Regions from separate parts of the Mus musculus genome. Here region 1 is linked to region 2. Evidence: chromatin contacts called from public promoter capture Hi-C data. All regions are on one chromosome and are shown on one strand. Each heading gives the region's core, a stretch centred on a gene start, on an enhancer-like site or on the middle of the called end of the contact. The rest is flanking DNA. Distances are from core to core; before and after follow the strand shown.

The links. Promoter capture Hi-C pulls out the DNA fragments that hold promoters and counts their contacts.
Region 1: a promoter capture Hi-C map of embryonic stem cells shows a contact between it and region 2, with 5 times the contacts expected there. The contact joins the promoter of Gpnmb here to the promoter of Zfp398 in region 2. A contact is called at or near these places in 2 of 39 promoter capture datasets (embryonic stem cells and liver) and 2 of 115 datasets of contacts at active chromatin or transcription factors (bone marrow-derived dendritic cells and embryonic stem cells).

Annotation. Positions count from the first base shown.
Region 1 is chr6:49,032,422-49,038,625 of GRCm38.p6, forward strand. Gpnmb (glycoprotein (transmembrane) nmb) reads left to right here and starts at 4,097. Exons shown (of 11, transcript NM_053110.4): 1 at 4,097-4,371. The coding sequence starts at 4,302.
Region 2 is chr6:47,831,275-47,837,006 of GRCm38.p6, forward strand. It overlaps Zfp398 (zinc finger protein 398), which reads left to right and starts at 4,387. Exons shown (of 6, transcript NM_027477.3): 1 at 4,387-4,646. The coding sequence starts at 4,623. It also overlaps a transcript of Zfp786 not described here.

The sequences.
Region 1 (6,204 bases), core at 2,847-5,346, 1.2 Mb after region 2:
GCAGGCTAAAGCAAAAAGTCTGGGAGCTTCAGGTCAGCCTAGGCTACCTGAAGGAAACCCTGTCAAGGAAAGAAGGAATGAAGGGAGAGAAATCGTGTTCTCAGAAAAGGACACAGGTTCCTGATAGTCCAGCAGGTAAAGGTGCTTGCCACCAAACCTGCCAACCTGTCAGTCCCTGGAACTTACAAGGTAGAAGGAAAGAACCAACCACTACACAGGCACTGTGACATGTGGACAAACACACACATGCATGCACACATGCACACTCAATGCACACACACACAAACACACATGCATACATACACACATGTGCATGCACTCACACACACACACCATATAAGTAAAATATTATAATGAGCAGACAAGCCAGCAGTGGAGGGAACCTCGTGAAAGGACATGTCTACCCGTGAGTTCTTTTTCTCCTTTTTTGAAGATCCTTTTTTGAAGGAAAATTATGTTCGGACAGAGTAGGCCCAAAGCTCAATGAACCTTAGAAACAAGGGCTTTAATTACTCATTCATGCAGAGAGCCACTGAGCAGGAGAAAGCAGAGAACTGGGCACAGCAGATGTCTCTTAGTCATTTGCTAGAGCTTAAATCTGAAAATTGTGACTCTGCTCATGACACATGCAAAAGCCCACACTAGGGCCCTGCAGTCACAGTCACGAGGGCTGCCTCTCTCTTGGAGCTGAGCCCCTTACCTAGAGTTTATTCTTACCTTCCTACTCTGCCACAAGTCAAAGCTTTGTTTCAATGAGCCTGCCACGTTTGGGGGTATTGTCCAAAATATCCCCATTGCCCACCTTCAGGATTTTTTTCCAAGCCAGAGGGCTGGGTAACTGTGGTGCAGGCTAATGGTCCCCAGAGATATTTAACCCACAGGATCTACAAGTCTGTGACACAGCAAATACCTAAAGACGGGAATGAAGGTTGCATCAAAACTGATCTTTTGACAGGAAATGGTTCTGGAACATCCAGGTGGACCCCATGAAATGACAAGGGACCTGTAAGTCACACGGGATAGGGGATGGGGCGGGGGAATCAATGACAGAAGACTGAAATGTGAGAAAGACCCCACTGTCATTGATGGAGCCAGAGAGGGAAGGAGGTCGCAAGCCAGGAAGTGTAAGAAGCTAGAGACTAGGGAAGAGTCGGAGAAGTGGGCCCCTCACTAGAGCATGCTGACACTTGGTTTCTGCCCAGTTGAGACTCCTTTCAGACTTCTGGCTGCCAGGGCAGCGAGTTAATAAATTTTCATTGTTTTAAATCTCAGAGTTCTGGCAATTTATTAAAGAAAACTAAAGAGTGGCTATCTAAGTAAGTTACAGATCTGTGGGCTAAAGAGATGGCTCAGCAGTTAGGAGTGCTTACCACCTGGTGGCTCACAAGCATCTATAACCACCCAAGGGATCTGACACCCTCTTCTGGCCTCCAGACACATGTGTGTTGTACAGACATACAAGTGGGCAAAACACTACACATAGAAATAATTGTAAGGGCTAATGGACTAGATCTTAACTGGGTTTTGTGATCTCATTTTAAAACCCCACTCTGGACTGAGTAATTTCTAAAATCGGAAAGAAAAATGTTAACTGAGGAAGCGCTTGGGATGACCCTGAAGTGCAGAGTACTCGCCCAGCTCGTAGAGCCCCAGGTTAGCTCCCCAGCACCATATAGGTGTGGTAGCACACACCTGCTATCCCAGCTTTTAGGAGGTGTAGCCAAGAGGATCAGAAGTTCAAAATCATCTTCAGCTGTCCAGTAAGTTACAGGCCACACCCCAGACCCAGCAGTGACTCCCGGGTGTGGTTTCGGCCCCCTTGGGTGGCTGCTTCAGTCTCCACATCCCAGGCACAGCTTCCAAAGGCAAACAGTGGCCACCTGAAGGAGAGTCAATACGAGGTGCTGAAGGGCTGGTAGGGATGTTTCTCTAACAGTGCCTGCTGCCTGCCTCCCTCGTCAGAGGTCTAAGCAGAGCAGATGTAATTCCTGATAATCCACATGCTTCCTTCAGTGAATTATTCCAAAATTTTTACAAGATGATGTTTCTTTGATAAAATAAGGTATGAATATACCTCCTCAATGTCCTGGATCCTGGATATGTTGGCAATTTCTGATTGTCAAAAGCAGATTATCCTATGTATAGCTCTTTGGAATCATAAACTTCCTTTTAAAATGTTCCAGGTATGAGCGATTTACCTTCGTGAATGTTCGTGTACCACAAGTCTGATGCCTAAGGAAGTCAGAAAAAGGTGTCAGGTCCCTTGAACTGGAGTTACAAATGGCTGTAAGTCATCGTGATGGTGCTGGGGATTGAACCTAGGCCCTCTGCAAGATGAAGTGGAGGGAGAGGAGGAGAAGGAAAAATGGGGAAGAGAAGGAAGAAGAAGGAAGAGGAGGAGGGTGAGATGAGGAGAAAGATGTGGAGGAGAGAAGAAAAGGAAGAAGGGGAAGAAGAGGAGGAAGAGGAAGAAGAAGAGGAGATGATAGTGATGATGGTGATGATGGTGATGAAGATGATGATGAAGAAGATGATGTTCCCATTTCTTGTTCATTTCTGCCTAGTGGCTACCAACTCTGATGATGGGGCAAGGAAGGCACAAAGTAAAAGATAATTTAATTGTTGCAACTTCCTAAACAAAGACTTATTGAAGAAGAGCTTAATATCCAATTTACTTAAAGACAAAGATCACTTATCTAACCAAAAATGCAAACCAGAACTGTATCTGCGACCAAGGGTGCTAACACCTCAGGTGTTACCAGGAGGTTTGCCCAAAGTTGAAAACTTGTTTCAGTTTTTACATTTGCTTGGGGGTTGGGGATAAGGGCACATGCCACGGCTCTTGTGTGAAGATCAGAGGACAACTTGCAAAAGTTAGTTTCTTCTTCCCACCACACAGGTTCCAGGGATTAAACTCAGATCTTCAAGCTTGGTAGGTTAATGTCTTCACCTACTGAACAAGCGTACCAGCACAAAAGCTCGCTTTTCTGATTTTTTTACTTTTGTTTTGTTTTTGAGTCAGGGACTCACTCTGTAGCCTTAGCTTCCCTGGAACTTGCTAAGTAGGACCAGGCTGGGCTTGAACTTAGAGACATCCAGATGCCTCTGCCTCTCTAGTGCTGGGACTGAAGGAGTTCACCGACATGTTTGTTTATTTTACTTATGAGTACATGGTAGCTGTCTTCAGACACACCAGAAGAGGGTGTTCATTTTTAATTGAAAGGTTACATGTGTGTAAACAAGCAGACAGAGCTCTGTATATGATTTATGTTACACAAAAGCAGTTCTTTCCCTTTCTCCTCTGCATTGGAGACTTTTGCTTCTTTGTGGTTGCGTCCACTTCTGCTCCACGTGGTTTTCCCCCACAGGAGCTCTGGTCCCTGAATTACAATGGACTGTAAGTCACTGTGTGCCACAACCAAGACTTCTCCTGCCCAGAAAACAGTCTTAGGGATGTGTCCTGACAGTGAGAGGGTCACAGGGCCAAGTTTCCACAGTCTACAACCAGAAACAGCTTAATCACATGACATTTATGTTCCAGAGACGGGTGATTTCACACCTAATGCTTGCTCTTTGGCAATACAAGTGTGCTTCCCACAAGTCGCCTGAAGTTACTTGGAGCAGCTATCTTAGAGAAGTTACCAAAAATGATGCAGTTCGTTCTGGGCATTCTGCAGAGCCAGGTCGATATGCCAGAAACTTTAGCTTTGGGGTACATTTCTCCTCTGCTTGAAGCCCGTGGGCTGTCCCGAACTTGCAATTTCTGACATAGCATGCAATGTTTGTATGCATGCATGCACAGCACAGTGGCATTGACTGAAATGATACCTTGGATCTGTCTGTTCTGGGGGAAGAGAACGCGGGCTGTCCAGATTCTGGAAAGATGTTTCAGTGTGAGTACCGAAGTGACACAAAAGAGAAACCACAAAGTCCACCAACGACCAGGTTTCGTTTGGTAAAGAATGTCAGAACAGGATGTTAGAAAGCTCCCTTTAAGCTAGGAAAGATGGAGGGGGAGGGAGAGAAAGGGGGGAGGAGCAAATGTGGCATCACAAAATGAAAACACCGTGCATCCGAAGTCAATAAATAGATGCCAGGGGCAAGTGACTCATGAGCACGAGTTGTTAAGCGATGGAATTTGGGAGATCAAGCCACACTGCTTAAAACATCACATGATCTCCCTCTGGCCCCGTATTTCATAAAACAGAGCGGATCGCAGGAGGCCGACACTGTGACTCCTGGTGGATGGGACTGGGGAGTCAGAGTCAAGCCCTGACTGGTTGCAGGCGCTCGGAGTCAGCATGGAAAGTCTCTGCGGGGTCCTGGGATTTCTGCTGCTGGCTGCAGGACTGCCTCTCCAGGCTGCCAAGCGTGAGTCCCGTCCTCTCTGGGCGCTTACACTCGTTGACCCAAATGATGGGCCAGGCCCTTTGACTGGAGTTTGGGGGTCCGCAGACAGGGTCTGTTCCAAATGCTGGGAGTGTGTTCTTTGCTTAGGACTCACGGAGAGCAAAAGCCACGAGGCCCCTGGAAGCTTTTTCCACTCTGGCCAGATTGAGGCTGGAAGGGGAGGACAGCCTGTACCCCAGAATAAAGCAAGTCTCCCAAATCACCCTTATCTGCTTCCTGCTCACAGGGCGGAGCTCTTAAATGAGGCTCTGGCTAACTTTGCGGAACTCCCCCATCCCACCGCATCCTCTGCTCGCTGCAGGGCCAACTGCTGCTTCAGTGCAGATACTGAGGACTCTATGCAGATACTGAGGGGCTCCACCCTGGGCGGATTCTATGGCAGGGGCCCTACTAACAAAGCTTCCTAGTGAGTGGCAGAGGCATCTTTCAGTGTTGGACATACTGGTCTAGCATCCTTGTCCTGACCAGGGTGTAGCTGTCCTGTTCTTAGCGGAGCTAGTGAGCAGGGGAAAGAGAAGGCCCCTCACTTCCAGGGGCCGGAGACCAGCCCGGTCCAGAACCTTGCCTTACCCCGAATGTGGCCGCCTGGCTGGTTGCCAGGCAGTTCCAAAGGAGAGGAGTATCTCGTCACCCCCTGCCTTCTCTTGTGCAAGGCAGGTCCTCGGGTAGGTTGTCCTGGCTGGGGTGGATCCCAGGCCAGGCAGAGTGGAACCGCTGTGGTCCCTGCACCCAAGAATTGCCAGGCAAAAGGGCAAGCAGCCCAGCCCCATCACAGCCGCGCCCCGAACCAGGGATCCTCAAAGCCAGTGATGCCCCAGACTTGGGGCGTCCTGCCTGAGACTCCACCTCTGAGTTTGGATTTTAAACCCAGAGATGGCAGGCAGCGGGTTGACAAACGGAACGGCCCATCTTGTGTCTAGGTGTGGTGCCTTCACAGAGAGAGGGGACTCTGACCTTGGAATTATCCAGTTTCCCCAGATGAGAAACCGGGCCACAGGCCACAGAGAGGGCCAGGAATTCGCTCAGGTCACACAGAGAGCAGGCAGTAGGGAAGCATGCCACCTCTCCCTGGCAGTTCTTCCTGCCAGGGTTTGGGATAGGACAGACTTGAATATGTGCCAACTGCTAGGCTGGGCCATGAGTGAGTTAGCTTCAATAAATTTCCTTTTCCTCGTTTACAAAAGTGGGCTATAGAGTCTTGGGAGATCAGCTAGCAAGGGCACGTGGCCAGAACACACATTCAATGGCATTTTTAAGGACAGAGCTACACACCTCTGTTCCCCCTATCCCACCCTACCCCACTCCATACCTCCTGCCAACAAGTTATAATAACCTAGAGGAATAAGAATAGGAAAAGCCAGCAAAGACCTTTCACCCACAGTTTGAGGGTCGGTAAAACAGTAGCCAAAGCCAGGATAAATGGTTCATGTCTTTAATCCCAACACTCAGGAAGCAGAGGTAGGTAGATCTCTGTGAGTCTGGGGTCATCCTAGTCTACATAGTGAGTTCTAGGACAGTTTGAGCTACATAGTGAGACCCTGACTTGAAAAAAAAAAAAAAAAAAACCAACCAACTACCCCCCCCCCCAAGGAAAAACAAAACAAAAACCCAACCAGTAGCCAGAACTTGAAGGGTATGGACTTTTAATAGAAGTCTCAAAGCCCCAGGCATTCTTGGGCTCATCTTATACTGTACTAAATATTCCAGACACAATGAGCAAGCCCTGTAGGGGTTAGCAATCCATAGGAGGCAGGTAGTGAGCAGCCCGAACATGAGGAGTTGGGGTGAAGAGAA
Region 2 (5,732 bases), core at 3,137-5,636:
AGAGAAATTAAATAGTCCCGGAGTGTACATGTACCTGTTTGGCATAGAATAGTGACATGAACACATATATATTACTAATTGAATGGTTTATCTTAGAAAATATCATACTGGGGACCGATGAGTTAGCTCTGTAGACAAAACACTTGCTGCTATAGCCTGACAACCTCATTTCATTCCAGAGATCAGGGTAGAGATGAAAAAAGGAAAACCATTCTACAATGCGTTCTCTGACTCCCACATGTCATTACCCTCCAGCACACACCCCACCCAAAACCCACCATCAAAATGAATTTTAACCATGTATCCCAGACTGGCCTTAAATTCAGAGATCCACCTGCCTCTGCCTCCCTAGTACTGTGATTAAAGGCCTGTACTACCTTGCCAAACAGTCTTGCGGGGGGGGGGGGGTGTCCTTGTTTGTTTGTTTTTCTTTATTTTTACGATTTTTGTGGGTAGGGTTTGTTTACTGCCTGCAAGTATGTCTGCATACTGTTCAGGAAATTGCCACATAAACCATATGTACACCAATTTCAGTTAAGCAAGAATAGTTAATTGAATGCACACCATAATACTGGACATCCAGGACCACAAGAAGATAAAACCAAATTGTGGTAATAGTCTACTCTCGGGGTAGACTTTTTATCAGAAAAAAAAACAGGTTCAAAAGTTTCAAGGGTAAGGGGGGGAAGCAGTTGGCTTACTAGGCAAAGTATTATCAGCTATAATAATCCTTTAAGTTGATTGGTCCTGAGTAAGGTTAGGGGGTGGTGGAGGATGGTTAACAGAGGAATTTCAGAACATCGAGATAAGAGAACATGAGTATTATAGTCATAAGTTTTTGGCTTATTAGTAGCATTTTTCAGTGTTAGTGACAAAAACCACAATGATCTCATACGGAGGTGCAGGAAGGGCTGCCCAGTGGTTAGCTCTGATTCAAGCTATTTTAGACATAACAGTCCTTATTGACCTTTGATTTGATGGGTCCTACATAAAGCTTTGTGGGATTTCTTAAGATTTGCAAACCTCATACAGTCCATTCAAAGAGAACAAAACAGGGTGTGTGGTAAGGATGTCCTTGCTCTAAGCCAAGTCACTTCTCTGTGTCAGCAACTGGCAGACATGTTACAGCAACAATATGAAATAGCTGGCAGGCATGGAACAAAATGGCTACAGCTATGCTGAGGAGGTCAGAGGAATATCAGAGCACCTGAAGTTACAGGCAGCTTTCCTGATACGCTGCTGGGAATTGAACTCTGTTTACAAGAGGAGTTTGTGCTCTTAACCACTGAGCCATGTCTCCTCCAGTCCCTAAAAACTGTTTCCACAATTGACCTTATATTGTTCCTGCTCTCTGTCAAGAATTCCCTTCTCTCTGATGTCAAGTAGTAAGTTGACTATTAGTCATACTTCTGAGAAAATGAAGTATAAATCCCCAAACGGGAATACAACCTTCAGGCTAGACTGAGATTACTTTTAAATTGTTACCATTAAAAGTGGCCTTAATAGTACAAGGATGAAGTAATGAGTTTGAGAAGCAGCGAGGTATAATTTCCCCCAGATTTCTCTTTAATCCACTCCTCAAGTAGAAAATGAGTCTTATTCTGGCAACATGGGCAGGCATCAAAGTATTAGTTAAAGAAAAAGAATATACTTACAGGGACAATTAGATTATGTTGCAACTCTCTCCTGCCCCAACCCCAAGACAGTCACTATCTTTAGCTTTGGCTGGCCTGGAACTCACAATCCAGACCAGGCTGGTCTTAAAGTCATAGAGATTCACCTGCCTCTGCCTTCTGGGTGCTGGGCTTAAAGGCACTTGGGAGGCAGAAGCTGTTGGTTTTCTGAGTCCAAGGCCAGCCTGGTCTACTGAGTGAGTTCCAGGACAACCAGGGCTACACAGAGAAACTCTGTCTCAAACAAAACAAAACAAAACAAAACAAAACAAAAAAACAAAAACAAAAACAAAAATAAACTTGCCAGTTTAAGCAACCATTCTCCTCTGTGGGACATTTTGGCTGTTTTAACTTTCTAGCTGGCACAAAAGCCAATACAAACAACCACTGGAGGTCTCTGGGTAAGCATATGCTTTCACTTTTCTGAGGTGTCAACCCCGGACTACAATTATATGTTGTAACATGAGGATATATATAAGTCTCTCTTTAAAAGATATACTCATTTTTATTTTATGGGTCTTGGTTTTCCTGCCTATATGTCTGTATTCATGTGTATGAAGTGTCCCTGGAGGCCAGAAAAGGATGTCAGGTCCTCTGGAACTGAAGCTACAGATGGTTGTTGCTATCTTGTAGGTGTTGGGAATAGAACCCAAGTCCTCTGCAAAAGCAACAAGTGCTGCTAACCACCAAGCCACCTCTCCAGTCCTCTTTGTTTGTTTTCAGATTCATTTTTTATTTATGTGTGTGAGGTTTTGTAAGTTTCTGTGCATCATGTGAATGCAGGAGGTGGAGACCAGAAGAAGCATCCCTCATACATCCCTCATCACGTCGTCCTGGACAAATCTCATACCCAGAAACCTTTCTGCCTCCTGGATGTTCTACCTCCTATTTAAGGCCATAGGCTTTTTAATTGACAGGTGATATATGCATACAATACACAAGATATTCTCTCTACACCACTGTTTTAGAGGATGAAACATTTAACAGCTTGGTGATGGCATCATTATTTTGAACAGACAGAGCTAGCCCTGATGCTTGGTGGGGCTCAGTTGAATGTGTCTTGCTTATCCAACCTTTGGGAGGTAGAGGCAGGAAGATCAGGAGGTCACAGTCATCCTTCACTACCTGGGCTACATGCCTCAAAAAGTTAAAGGATTAAGGATTGTTTAGTCATACAAATGTTCATGTTTCATATCCATAGGAGCATCTGACAACTAGGAGGGAAACAGAGAGTTTGGAAATTAGTCACCCACCCCCTTAAAACAGGGTTCCACTGTAGAGCTCCAAATGACCTAGAACTTGCTTTGGAGTCCAGGCTGGCCTTAAACTTACAGAAAGTTTCCTGTTTCTGCTTCCTAGTGCATGGATTAAAAGCAAGTACCATCATATCAGGCTTTATTCTTGCTTTCTAAGGCCTTTTTTTGTTTTGTTTTGTTTTGTTTTGTTTTGTTTTGTTTTTTGTTTTTTGTTTTTGTTTTTGAGACAGGGTTTCTCTGTGTAGCCCTGGCTTTCCTGGAACTCACTCTGTAGACCAAGCTGGCTTCAAACTTATACAGATTCACCTGCCTCTGCCTCCCAAGTGCTGGGACTGAAGATGGGCATCACCACTGCCAGGCCGAAGGCCACATTTAAAAATTATGTCTTTTAATAATAAAATCACTAATTATTTTCCTGAGGTCAATTATTTCTCTCTATCTCTGTCTCTCTCTTTCTTTCTCCTCCTCTTCTTTCTTCTTTTTCTAGTTCATTCCATTATAGTGATGTTCTAGTTTAGAGAACGGTAGTTTTAACTCCCAACTATGCACCATCTGACCACAGTTCATGCTCAAGTAGACTCAAAGTATACACAAGATATTGCTTTGTATGTACACTATAAAGACTCACAGTACACTCAAGTGGTAGTGGCCCAGCAGGAAGATCCCTATACTGTGGGGGCACTATAGACAGTCTACTGTTGAGGGCATTGAATGGATTCATTTCATTTACTGAGATAAATGTCTGAGAAGACTTTGGTTCATACATGTTTGAAAAAAGAGAAATACTGGAAAGTTATGGCTGTGTGATTATCTTTCTGCCACACAAGCTGTTAAACACACAACTCTGTCTTTTGTTGGTCCTTAGTCCAGATCCAGCAAATCTAACCACAAGCTTTATTTCTGTTGGCTCAAGTAGTCCACTTGTCGGTGCTGGTGAGTGAGCTCGGCAGAGGATCTGGGTTTGGCTCACAACTGTGTGTGTAGCTCCAGTTCCAGGTTATCCTGCATCCTATTCCGGCCTCCATAGGCAGTAGACATCCAAGTGTAGAGAAACATTTATACATATAAAATTAAAAGAAACAAATCTTTATAAAAATTCTACTTCTCATCCAAGCCCAAGTGAGACAATAATCAAAATAATCAGAATCTCTGGTGCCAATACAAGTCATATTTGTAATTTCTACGAACGATATAACTCCATCATTCCCACCTAGCTCACTCTGGTAGCCGATTACACTATCGTCCAGCCTGGACACCGCTCCCTGGCTCTTAAACTATGTAGCATCTGCTGGGTCTTCTCAGATGGATGGGAAACCCGAGTAGGTTGGATCTGCGTTCACCAAAACTCTTTTCTCAGAAGCTGACCTCTGGGAAGGCGCTCCGGATGCGGGGGCCGCCAGGGGGCGCGCTGTCCCGGGAGGACCGACCGGAGGGGGGCGCGTCTAGGCCGGCAGAGCGCCTGCAGTACTCGCTGCCCACAAAGCGCCAGCTGAGGGGCGGCTGCAGCCGGTGCGGCGTAGGCTGCTCGCTACTCAGCTCCTCTGCGTCCCAGCGCCCCCGGAAGCCCGATTGCCGCGCGAGTCCTGTCAGAGCGAGCAACGCGAGACCGCTTCTCGCCGTCTGCCGAGAGCACTGAGCAGCCGGGCCTGCGTGTGGTGGCGACTCCCGGGACAGGACCGGGCAGCGGAGGGCCATGGCTGAGGCGACCGCCGCTCCGGTAAGGGCGCTGATGGACGGGCGTCTCTGTCACCCGGGCCTCGGGGGAGGCGAGGGAGCTGGGGACGGCAGCGGGCCTTGTGGCCCGCGTGGGTCTGCGGCTGTCGTTTGCCCCGCAAGGCCACCGCGGACCGCAGCGCCGGGCGACGCCGCGGGACCAGGGTCTGCAGTTTCTAACCTACACGCGCCGCGGTGCTCCGCGTCAGCCCGCGGAACGGGGAAGTGGGCTCGAGGTGTTTTTGCAATCCACCAGCCATTCTGTACAGCCGCGAGAGCTGTCGTTGCTAGGTGCGGCAGGACAGTCACCTGCGTGGCGGGGAAGGTAAAAGCCAAGGTGTGTCCTTATGGACTGCGTGAGGACAGACAGCCTCGCGCGCCCGGGAGGGCAGGCTGTGGCGCCGCGGGGACCTTGGAAGGCCGACCGAGCGCAGGCTTAGCCAGTAGTGCAGTCGTGCGTGTGCTTGTTTGCTGCAGGCCTGCAGTGGGCCCAGCCGTGCATGCACCAGAGATGCCAGGGCTACCAGGACAACCCGCACAGTCCCTGCACACAGCCATTAAGGAAGAGGGGATGGTCGTTTAACAGAACGTTCTGATTGGAAAGTATTGCTTTTGTTTGCCACCTAAGAAGGCTTTGGTCAGCTCAAAGAGACTTTTTAAATAAGTCAGAAGTCAGGCAGGTCTGCAGAGGAGTAGATAGGAAGTAAAAAAGAAAGAAGAAACCAGGGGAGCAGCGGGGAGGGGCGGGGAATGGAGTAGAGGGGAATACCCTTCAAGTTTAATTTTCCCCCAACCCTTAAAAAAGATAGTAGAGCCCATGGTGTATGCTATAGGTATATGCCATGCTGAAAACTGTCACATACTTTTAGTTCTCTAGTAGTCATGTTTAGGAGGTTAAACCATGATGGTAACATGGTGGCTCACAGAGGAGTTTAAAATAGGAGAATCAGAAATTTTAGTATATGCTTGGCCAAATAGCCAGAGTGTGTGTCTTTAAAAAAAGAAAGAAAGAAAAGAAAAAAGTAAAAAAAAAAGTAAAAAGAAAGAGGAAATTAATTTCAGTTAATTCAGTGAAATGTTATTTAGCTCA